Regions from separate parts of the Mus musculus genome. Here region 1 is linked to region 2. A link is a contact called in public promoter capture Hi-C data. All regions are on one chromosome and are shown on one strand. The core of a region is the stretch at or near the end of the contact, and the rest is flanking DNA. Distances in the headings are between cores, read along the strand shown.

Evidence for each region. Promoter capture Hi-C pulls out the DNA fragments that hold promoters and counts their contacts.
Region 1: a promoter capture Hi-C map of pre-B cells shows a contact between it and region 2, with 10 times the contacts expected there. The contact joins the promoter of Gatb here to the promoter of Plrg1 in region 2. A contact is called at or near these places in 5 of 39 promoter capture datasets (the C10 cell line, hematopoietic stem and progenitor cells, liver and 2 more), 4 of 484 Hi-C or Micro-C datasets (CD4 T cells and pre-B cells), 1 of 115 datasets of contacts at active chromatin or transcription factors (memory CD8 T cells) and 2 of 9 other capture datasets (adipose tissue and liver).

Annotation. Positions count from the first base shown.
Region 1 is chr3:85,570,943-85,576,584 of GRCm38.p6, reverse strand. It overlaps Gatb (glutamyl-tRNA(Gln) amidotransferase, subunit B), which reads right to left and starts at 2,456. Exons shown (of 13, transcript NM_144896.4): 1 at 2,266-2,456; 2 at 571-721. The coding sequence starts at 2,441. Gm46809 (a long non-coding RNA gene) reads right to left here and starts at 564. Exons shown (of 2, transcript XR_001783869.2): 1 at 1-564. It also overlaps Gm3740.
Region 2 is chr3:83,053,837-83,060,003 of GRCm38.p6, reverse strand. Plrg1 (pleiotropic regulator 1) reads right to left here and starts at 4,466. Exons shown (of 15, transcript NM_016784.3): 1 at 4,350-4,466; 2 at 3,127-3,233; 3 at 1,206-1,348; 4 at 624-677; 5 at 77-167. The coding sequence starts at 4,358.

The sequences.
Region 1 (5,642 bases), core at 1,207-3,706, 2.5 Mb before region 2:
ATTGCTCTTACACTGTAAAATCACATACTACATGTTCTTTTCTTGGGTCCTCCCCACTCCTCCATGTATCAGTCTAACTCCTACTTGACTTCTCAGTGTGGACACCACGTTTTTATTCCAGACATTCCTCCTTAACTAGATACACCACTACAATTTCTCACAATACTTCCTCTTGCTCAATTACATGTCCCTCCTTTGGGTTCCAAAATTACTCTTTGCACACTGCTTTTGCAAGAATTATCATATTGTACTCTAATTGTTTGTAAGACATCAGCTCTGTCCACCTTTAAACTCCTCCTAAAGCAAGATCTTTGCTTGTCTGCATTAGACAGTTCTTATCAGCATCTGGTATTTGATAGGCATTTGAAAGCATTTGTGAAAGGAGTGAATCGATGCTATGAATACACTCAGATTTAGAAACAGAATTATAGAGACATGTCTTTATAAACAATTAATGCATCATGCTTAATTCCCTAATCATGCAAAATTCCCTAAGCAAGTAGTTCCTTATCTATATTCACTATGACATAAACATTTTCTAATGTAAACAGACAGTATAAAACACCTTACCGGTAATGTTCCAGGCAGAGATGCATCAAAATAAGAAACCAGAGAATTTGGAGGTGCTGCAAAGCACACTTGAGCTCCAGAGAAGAGTTTAGAGTTGGAGGAAATCTGTGCATGAATTTCCAGTCCTACTACAGCTGCCCATTTGTGTTCACTAAAGGGAAGGAAAATGGTTAAAACGTTACATTTGTCGCTAAATATAAATTCTTATAAACCTATATTTCCAATTATAATCTTGTGTTTTAAATTAAAATTTTATATGCTTATATTTTAAAATGTGTCATTTTATTGGTGAATAAACTAAATGTACCTTATTAGTTAATAAACACTAAGTAAATGACTCAGTAAATAATAAAAGCTTATCTTATCATTATTTGGGTTTAATACAAATGCCAGGATTCTAGTTCTAGAGAAATGATGGCTAAAGAATAAATTATCGCCCATATTTTGAGTTCATTGTTAAGAGCTTGTAGCTACAGAAGCAGGATCAGATACCATAGACTACCACAATATGGTATTCCTTAAAACCCGTGAAAAAGAACAGAAAACCATTAGAGGAAACTTTGTTTTCATCCACCAAGTCCCATCCAGTTCTTGAGATCTAAACTTAAATTTTTTTCATTTGTTCATACTTCACTGCTAGCAAATCTTTGTAAATGCTTACAGTGATATACTGTCTCTTATCTGAACAGCCCTACTCTGGTGAGCCAGTACTCCACTCTCTTTGGGGAATTAAATTCTCTATTCCTATGTATGTTCCTAGTCTTCACTTCTCCCTAGACATTTTCTATATTAGTCAGATTTTAATTCATGTGCATTCAGTTTTGTTTTAAGCAGTTCAACAGATGAAGGAATGAGAAAAGATTAATTCCTTCTTTCTAAAATTTGATAATAAAGCTTTCAAGAGAGAGGAAATAAACTAAGAAATTCAGAAATTCTGCATGTTCTAATTGCTAATCGAAGTATTTCTGCAGTTTCATTTCGTGGAAAGAAAATAGTCTAGTTTATGAAGAGAATAGAAAGGTGATGATTTTGGACATTTTTCTTCTCTTCTTCACTGAAATGCTAAAAAGAATGCCAACCTCAACAAAACAAAACTTTTTTAAAAATTGCCTTGTTGCTGTATTTTAAAAGAAGCTTTAAATCATGTACACGGAAGCAACTAACTGCTGTACAACATAAGCAATTCTTTATATAATCGGGGAAAGATTTCGTCAGTCGACTAACATCCTCCTGGGGTCTAGACAAATATGCCCACAATAAAACCACAGATAGCTAGTGCTTTCTGACTAATAAGACCTCTCCTATCTGGGGCTTTGTACAACGGCTATTTTCTGTCTTTAAATTATTGCTAGCCTGTAGTGACGCCAAATGCCCGCTACATACGAGCCAGAGTCTAGTGTCGCAGACCCCACACGAGTTAGTAGGGCAAAGTATTCCAGTCTTCTGTCTGAGAAGACGACTGGAGGAAACGCTATTTTACATTCGCACGTTGTCCAAATATGCCTACTTTAAGACAGAAGTTTTAAGTGTGAGGCTGAAGGTGGCAGGCCTGGTTTTGTGTTTTCATTTAGGTTCAGTTGCCCATAACACAGGTGACCACCCTCCAGCACACTAAAACCCTCAGGCTGGGCTGCCGGGGCCATTATCTTCGTTCTGCACTTCCACGAGACAGGCAAAAGTACGAAGAAGATATACCCTTTCCTCGGCTTCTGAGCCGTGTGGAGGGAAGGCTGAGCCACTGAACTCTGTCTCCTAGCCCAGTTGGATGTGGGCCCAGTCTGAGAGCCACTTCGGTGGCGGGAACCGCCATCTAGCCATGTTAAAGCCCAGCGTCTTCCAGGGAAACCCAAGCGCAGCATGGGCGCCGCCATAGCGTCGCCGAAGTCCCGGTCAGGTGACCCACCCTCCCTCTGCCGCGAGGCTCCCTGGGAAGCGTAGTTCTGGCAATGCGCCACAACCCGTGTAGCTCTTGACCGGAAGACTACTGTTCCCAGCAACCCAATTCAAAGGCTGCCGGAACTTTGTTAGGGAGGGGCGGAACCAAAGAAGTGGGAAGGTTGGTGGGTCCTGTGTGACTCCTCCTAGCGGGGAGTTGGAGAGCTTTGTGGCGGTAGAGCTTGTGTGTACTTTGACAGCTCTTTGAGGGAGCGCCAAGCAAGGAAGCCTCACCAAGGATTTTATACTCAGCTTAAGCCCGTGAGTTGAAACAAATGACCCTAACATTACCACAAAGGCTTCCTGGACCCTCCAACGCTTTTATTTTTTCTGTCTTGCTCGCACACCTCGCACACAAATTTGTGCATTATTTCAACTGATACTTATTTGCATGCCTGCTATATATACCTAGTTCAATAATAAGGCAGCATTGATATGCTAGAAAGAAAGACTTTGGGGATGTTATATTTTAAAGAATTGACATTTTAGGGAGAGGAACCATACAGAAAAACGTTTTAAAAATTGTTTTCATGTCCGAAAAAAATTTTTAAACTTTTATGTGCTTTTTACTTACTATTTTTCTTAGCCAACATCTGAAACAATTTCTTGTGTTAGAAAGCTTTGATAGAAAAAAAGACATCACCTCAATGGATTTCTTTTGTTGTTTGACTTCAGAACTCATCTTGGACTGGGCATATCCCTCAGTGGTACAGCATTTGCCTACCATGTAGAGATGCTAGGTCCCACCCTCAGGAAGGCAAAACCAAGCAGAGCCTTTCATATCCCTTGTTGAAATTCCAGGTGATTTTTTTTTTTATTTGAAAACTTAGTCTACAATAGTTCTTACTTTCATTGCCTGATTTTAATTGTCAACATAGTCTTAACAGCTATCTTTGATTTCAATGGATCCTTGTCTGGTATTTACCATAGTATTTCCAGAGTACAGAGTAGGCGCCTCAAGAATATATGAAGTAGTACAGTGCAGTGAATGTATTTGACAAATGGGGGCTGTTGAGAGGGTATGTTCTTTAGAAACGCAATAACAGATTGGGGTAGTGGTGAAGGGTAAAGTAAAACATATGTTTCTGGGAGATGTGCAAGGTGAGATTGAGGGACCTGATCGAGAGTTGGAGGTTCTGTACCTGCTCCTTGCTGACAGGTCCAGGACAGAGGAGAGAGGTCCCTGTCCCTCTGGGGTCTCTCCAGGGCTGAGCAGGATGGCGAGTGTCAACGGCCCAAAAGAAACACACAGAGTTGGGAGTCTTGTTGAAGCAGGAACTCAACTTTATGGAGTCAGCCTCTTGCTTATATAAGTTTGGAACATAGGGAGGCGGGTTTTGGTGGGGTAAGATGGCGTAGTGACTGACAGGGTCAATGGCAAAGCTCTACATCAGCAACGACAGGGCAGAGGCAGGGCCAAACAGGTCTTGCTGAGTCACCCCAATATGGAAGTGACTGAGACAGGTCTCAAAACTTGAGCCAGGCTTAGGCTCTCCCACAAGGCCGCAGAAACTCGAGCCAGATTCGAGTTTGTCCTCAAGGCCCAAACCAGGGCCAAAATGGGGCCCAACAGTTCTGACTTATGTGTGTAGTGTATGGTAAGGAAGCCAGAAAAGGAACCTATTCTCTGTGTGAACTTAGGTGCTTGGTTGCCTTGGAGATTTCCAAGAGGAGCAATCCAGTGGAAGTCACTGATGCCCAATTATAGAGAAAGAATAGATGTGTACTCTCTATATTCCACACTGATGTGTTGCAGTTATCGATCACTAACCTACAGATAAGACAGCTACAATTTAGGATCTGTTTCCATTAATATTTAGAAAACATTTTGGCATTTTATAATATGGTCACTCCATTTGGAAAAATAACCTGGGCTGGAGAGATAATTCAGTGGTTAAGAGCACTTTCTATTCTTCCAGAGGACCTGAGTTTGTTGGCCAGCACTCATGTCCAGAGTCACAACAGCCTGTAACTCCAACTCCAGAAGAGCTGGCACCATCGTCAGCTTTCTGCAGACACCACACACAGCACTCCCCTAACCATGTCTCTCTCATACATACATTTAAAAATAATTTTTAAAACTTGATTGACATTTACTTATTCTATATTTTTTCTTTTTTATCTACTTCCCATGAGTAATCTGAATTTTACTTTCATATAACTAAAGAAGAAAATGAAAGTGCATGGAACACAAAGGTGAAAACGTTTCAAAATGTATCTCTAATTAGCTCCTTTCATTCTTTGGGTCCTTGATATATGGGTGTCTTTCTTGTGAGTCCCCATGTTTCCTACATTAGCTATATATGGGTTTCCTTTTTCTTCTCCCTTAACTCCTCGAGTGGGTTTCTGGTCAGTAAAACTGTTTGGGAATGCAACGTGGCTTCACCTTTAATAGGGCTAAAGAGGAGGAAAGAAAGACTTTACCTCACGCTGGAACATAGTTATGAGACACTTCACTACCTCACTGGGAGTATTGAAAGAGGTTCAGAAATCACTGTAGAGAATGTGAGGACACCCAAAGAATAGCCTACTTTTTGTACAAAGTGCGCTGCAGTGGAAACCCAGACTGATTTCTAAAGCAGTATTGTGCAATCACATGCTCTCAGTCTTCAAAGGCCTCCACCCCACCACTAGGGGGAGAGAAAATCCTATACATGTAAGTGGATTTGCTTCCTTGAACAAATGGGAACCTTCCAGCTTGGTACATTTTATGTCTAATCATGGACTCTCAAATGCCTATAAAAGCTAATGGTGGAAATAGGGACTTACCACCCCCTTTTCTGGCTTTGTTCTCTATCAAAATTATGTCTCATTTTCAGAAATGCCTGTTGGTCTCTTGGTGGTGTCTACGAGAGGCACTGTTTTCCAGATTTCCATTGGACTTCAGGGGGTGGGGGCAGTTCTTCTACCAAATCTTCTTTCATGAGACCATTTCTTGCCTTCTTTCTGAATGCCAAATATGTACCCGTCAGAACTCTTACTGATAGACAGCTCTCTGGCTGAGAGAGCTATTTTGGATCCACAACAAGGTGGCTGTCATCTGGAAGACACAGAGATTTTCATTTTCAAGGCACTCAGGAGGTAGCAGGACAGAGTTTCTAACCATATTTTTTTCAAGGAGCGTGTCGCAGATTCCC
Region 2 (6,167 bases), core at 3,217-5,716:
TTTTACGTGTTAACAAGAAACAAAACCCAAAGCCTGCAAACACTGAGAATCTATGTAAGTAGAGCGTCAGTCATACCTGGTCTGGGACGGTAACGCCACAGCGAGGGACTGTGCAGCTGACTCACTTGGCATTCTCTGGATCTTAGTATCAGCAGTCAAGGCAACACCTGTTCACAACAACCTTCGTTACACTCAGCTTGACTTGGGTTTTAATTCCTTATAATAAATACAGGCTAATACACAGATCAAATTTGACTGAACACAAGCAGCTTGGTATTAAGAGAACGCAAGACAATAAAGTTAATTTCCTATTGATTCAGACAGTATACTCATAAGCAAATAGTAGTCATGCAAATATTAACAGACTACTTCCAAGAGTAAATTAAGTGACTAAAAGAAGTACACAATGCCCATGTGAACTGCAAACATAAGGCTTATTGTCCTCTGTCCAAGCATATTTGCTTCCCTCATGCCAGCCTGTCTATACCCATGCATTCAAGTACATCTCAGCCATACATCCTCATCTATTTCAATTTAGGTACCTGACAACTGTCCGAGCCAACAGACACTATGTCTGTGTAGACACAGTGCCCACACATCTGTGCGGCCTTACTGTTACTTACCGGGTCCTGCTGGGTATGGATGGGTGCCTGTCACCAAATACTCAACATCTTGTCCTAAAAAAATAATAAATTCATTGCCAGTGAGTTTGCCTTTATCCAAGTACTGCCTTTTCAAAGGTATTATAAATATTAAGTTTTCCTTTCCAACTCTACAGAAGCCTCAGAAAGGCAGGGAGTTGATGGTTCTGCCTGTAAGCTGCTAATAAGTCAAGGCGCCCCTCCCACTGACCTGTTCCAGCTGTTCTTCACAGTAAATAGTTTCACATGGAATAGCAGAGTCTTTGTAACTATAATTTCATCTTTTCAAGATAAAGAACTCACAGATGGTCTCCCCACAGGCTAGGAATCAACTTGAGTTTTCCCTGTAGACACCACTGTAATCTTGCCTACCTCCTAAGAGAATCATAATCATACATTCTGTTTTCTAGAAAAAGTCCTCACCTAAGCATCTTCATTACTACTCTGACGAGCTCATCAAAACGGCCACCATCACAGCAACAACTAAGCAGTGCCCCCAGGGAAGCTCTAAGGAGACATTTTCTCCTATTTTAAAAATTCACTTGTAAACCCGATGGTTTTCACCTTGGTTGGCGGGATACTGCTTATGAGGATATGAGTCTGTTGCGTTCTGAGGTCCCTTCTCCTTAAGGTTCTCTTTTGAAGTAGGCATATGCAGCACAGGACCATACTCATTGCGAAGCTTGATTGCCATTTTCCGCTTGTGACTATGTAAAGATCATAAAGATGAAATGCACCCGTAAGTACTGGAAACACACTCACCAGTGAAAAGAGTCAGCTAACCAGAGAAGCACAGAAGCAGACACGGTACTCCATGTCACAGATGCAGGAGGTTTCTCAAGCTACATAGTATTTTAACAACTACAACATTCTAAAATGCATTTCCATACCATATACGTTTACTTTATCTCACAATCTATCATACAGTATTCATTCAAAGCAAAGTAAGACCTTAGTTTGCAGCCCAATAAACACAAAACCTTTTTGGATGAGACCTCAAGGGTCCAAGTGAATTAAAGACATACACAAACTAATATAGCTTAAACTTTAAATGTCTGAATATAGTTAAATTGTATAGATATCTTTACTAGTAGTCTAAAAAGTTAGACCCAATGAAAGCACTAAATTAGCTCAGCATTTTATTTATATTTTTAAATTTATTTTTACTTTTTGGTTTTTCGAGATAGGGTTTCTCTGTATAGCCCTGGCTGTCCCGGAACTCAACTCTGTAGACTAGGCTGGCCTCGAACTCAGAAATCCGCCTGCCTCTGCCTCTCAAGTGCTGGGATTAAAGGCGTGGGCCACCACCGCCTGGCTAGCTCAGCATTTTAAAGAGAAATGTACTTATATTACTTAAAAAGATAATCTACCTTATAAATTAAATATGAATGCAAATGAGGGAAATTAAGTAGATTATTAAAAAAAAGCAAAGGGCAAAGAAAGGCACTGCACATAACACAATTCCCAGACTAGGGCTGGCGAGAAGCAAAAATATGCCACTCAAAACTCTTCACTACACCACGGAGCAAAGATGGGAGTAGTACTGGCCAAGTACAATTTCAGCAGAACAAGAGTCTGAGACCAGAAGCCGGGCAGTGGTGGCGCACACCTTTAATCCCAGCACTTGGGAGGCAGAGGCAGGCGGATTTCTGAGTTCGAGGCCAGCCTGGTCTACAGAGTGAGTTCCAGGACAGCCAAGGATGCACAGAGAAACCCTGTCTCGAAAAACAAAACAAAACAAAACAAAACAAAGAGTCTGAGAGCAGAAGCTAAAATCACACACAAACTGATTCACTACAAACAAGATGACATAGCAGGGATGCCCCTAATTACTGGGTACTGGTTACTTTTCTATTGCTATGGCAAACACCATTCTGGAGGCAATTTAGAAAATAAAGTATTTAACTAGGGGGTCATGGCTCAAGAGGATAGAGTCCTTGGCCATAAGAGTAGGGAGCATGAGAGCAGGCAGGCAAGCACAGTGCTGGAGCAGCAGCCGAGAGCTTACATCTGATTGGCAAGCATGATGTGTGGGGTGGGGGTGGGGGGCTGGACAAGAGGGAGGGAGTAGACAAGCAATAAGGGAGCTAACTGGGAATAGTGTAGGCTTTTGAAATCTCACAGCTTCTCCCCAAGGCCACACCTCCTCTAACAAGGCCACACCTCCTAATACTTCCAAAACAGCTCCACCAACTAGAGACCAAGCAAGCATTTAAACGCATGAGCCTATGGAGGCCATTCTCTTTCAAATCATCACACTGGGTGCCTGTAAACTATAGTTAGGTAATGATGTTTTTACTGCAGAAGACAAGACAATAGAAAAATGAGTTACCATTACTTATATTACACTAGAAAGCCACTTGCTATTGCCCAAGCGTCCTGTGAGTATGCACTTTTAAGACCTTTCAAAGTCCCCTCCTCCCCTCTCTCTGCACCCTTCTGTTAATATTAAATACTTTAGCAACTGAAAAGGAATAAAGCTTACCTCTCTTCATCCAAAGGCACGGGTTTTCCATTATCAGCCACAAACATGTCATGGGTCCTCTTCAATGACCTGAACACCAGTGTGTGTACAGAATGCTTCTGTACCTCCTGTAAAGAGACAGCCAAAAATCACACATCTAACAAGAGACCCATACACCCTAATCGACATGAGAGTCATTATGCAATTTCCACGCTAAATATGGAGAAGGATATACACTCCTCAATAACTGTAACAAACTACAGCAATCAACAACGAAGATGAGAAAGCTCCTGTCTGGCCAGAGCTCTTAGAAAAGTAACTGAGTAATGCCTACAATGTGTTCAGTAGATATTTACCGAGCTAGTACTGTATGCGGCATGCAGTGTACTCAAGAGGCAACAGACAAAAATAAGCAAAATAATTCCACATTTTTGGAGGGTTCTATGAAAATAGGCAATGGGATGAGTTGGTGGGGGGAGAATTGGTAGATATAATCAAGAAAGGTTTCTCTCAGGTGATAAGCAGAGAGGGAGACAGCCTTACACGGAATAGAGGTACAAGCAGTGAAAGTGTGGGAAATCCCACTGCAAAGGTGTCCAGATAACTCAGAACCGCAGCAGTTGTGAATGCTGCGGAAGTGTGGGTTTCCAGGGTCGGTGAGGTTTAGACCTCTGCCACCACCAACATTTTTACTCTATAACACTGGAACAGAAAGCAGCACTGAACTACACTCCTGCAATGTGTTCGTTAATCCTAAGCACTTAGACCAGCTGGAAGTTATTGAATGAGTCCGGGCAAAAGATGTTAGGCTAGACTCGGAGGACTGCAGTGGACCTGGAACGCAGTGGGTGGGAGTAAGAAACGTTTGGGATACGCAAGAACAAACAAACAAACAAAATCAAGAACCGCACGCCTCTACTGCGGTAGAGATGAAATAACAGTGGAACTGACAAGACAGCACGGACTAGCATCCCAGCCACGGTGGGAACATCAGAAGCCCCGCCTCCCAGGAGACGGCCAGGTACCTACGACAACACACGGACTGCAGGATTCCCTCAGGCTTCCCGCCGACTGAAGCTCGGACTTGGGATGTCATCGGCCTTCCTCCCACCCCGACGTGCCGAGACCACCAGCTTTGACTACAGTTCCTTTCCCCAGATTCCCACCACTTTCATCCTACACTTCCGTGGGCAAAGCAAAGCTCCAGGGACAAACGACTCCCAAGTACCCAAGCATCACTTTACCTCCACCATGTCGCCGCCGTTTAGTCTACCCCTCCAGCAGCGAAGGAACTCAAATAATCGCCGCAGAAAACGCCGCCACTATTCGGCAGCTCTTTCCGGAGATTGGGGCCCGTCGCCGGACGTGACGCTAACCGCACATGCGTATTGGCAACCCGCCGCGCAGGGGTCGAGGGGCGGAGTCTAGCGGTGGAGGGCGGAAGCTAGGCGGAGTTGCGCGGAGCCTCTTGGAGGAGAGCGGGACTTCGGCAGCCGCTGGGCGGGACTGGGGCGGGGTTTGGGCGGGGACGAACGATGTCTCCAGGCAGAAGGGCGGGTCTCGGCGGAGCTGGGCGGAGTCTCCTGCCTGAGGGCGGAGATTTCAGCCGGAGCTAAGGGAGCGCGCCAGCCTTAACGTTTAGGGGCGGTACCTGCTTCCAGAAGCTTGGTGCTCCTTACTTGGAGGTTTTAAGCAAGCAACTTTTTCGTTTCTTTTCTTTTTTTCGAGACAGGGTTTCTCTATGTAGCCCTGGCTGTCCTGGAACTCACTCTGTAGACCAGGCTGGCCTCGAACTCAGAAATCCTCCTGCTTCTGCCTCCCAAGTGCAGAGATTAAAGGCGTGCGCCGCCACCACTGTCCAGCTTAAACAAGCAATTAAAAAAAAAAAAAAAAAAAGGTTGAGAACTTAAGTTGGTTTTATTTTATTTGGCTTGACGCTAAAGTGTTGAGGTTTTGTGATTTACCCAGGTTAAAAATAAATCTGTGGCTTATATGATCGATCGTTTTCAAATGTTTTCTGTATTGATGTAGTTGCTATTTGCGATCTTAAGGCGTTTTCACAGATTGTGCGTCTTCCTGAACTGTGGTTAAGTTCACGGATACCGTCCTCAGAATACTGCGAATACTTTGAGAAGGATGAAACGTAGCGCCGATACAGCAATGCTCTCGCTCGATTTATATTTTAATTCATTAAAAACATGAAGGTCGTGTTTTTAACCTGAAAATGGACATTTCTAGTCTTTTTAGTTTTGAGCCTTAACGTCAGCGCCATCTTTGTAGCCCGCAAGTAGTCATTTCTAAATGTGAATGTGAGTTTAGCCAAAGGATCTTATTTTCTGTAAAAGTGGCTAATGTTTGTGCACGTTGCAAGGAAATAGTAATAGCCATAGAAAAGAACATTTTAAATCACAAAACACTAAGGAAATGTAAGAAAGACCTTAATGTATCTATGTTAATATAACTACTAGACAACTCTCATTAAACTTGTGAGATACCTTAGTCATCCTGAACACAGCTTATGCAAGGCTCATAAGGGCAGTCTACTGAGGTAAACCACACTAGGTTTTACTCTTCTTACAGCTCTTGAATTAAGCCACCCGTGTGAAAATTTCCTTCTTAAATGAATAGCTTGGGTGATCCTATTATCTAGTCATGAGACCCATAAATCACACATATCATACACAGATCTCCTGTTCATATAGGAACCTGGGTTTTTCTGTTTGCTATGGCCTCCCTCCTATTTTCTTGTATTTGAAGGGATCCAGGATCTTTGGCTGGTTAGGAGTCCCAGTTCAGAGGTGTTGGCGCACGCCTTTAATCCCAGTACTGAGGAGGCAGAGGCAGTCGGATCTCTGAGTTCCAGGATAGCCAGGGCCAGAACTACACAGAGAATAAAACCAAAACAAACGAAAAGAATAAGATGTACGTGTCTTTAAAAGTAAGCAAAAACCTGCTCTGGCTAACCTTGCGAGCTGCCTTTTCTGGACAGTAGAGGTCACTATGGCTCTTCATAAGTGTGCAGAGGACACTTTCTTTAAGCAAACATGACAAATTATTTACGA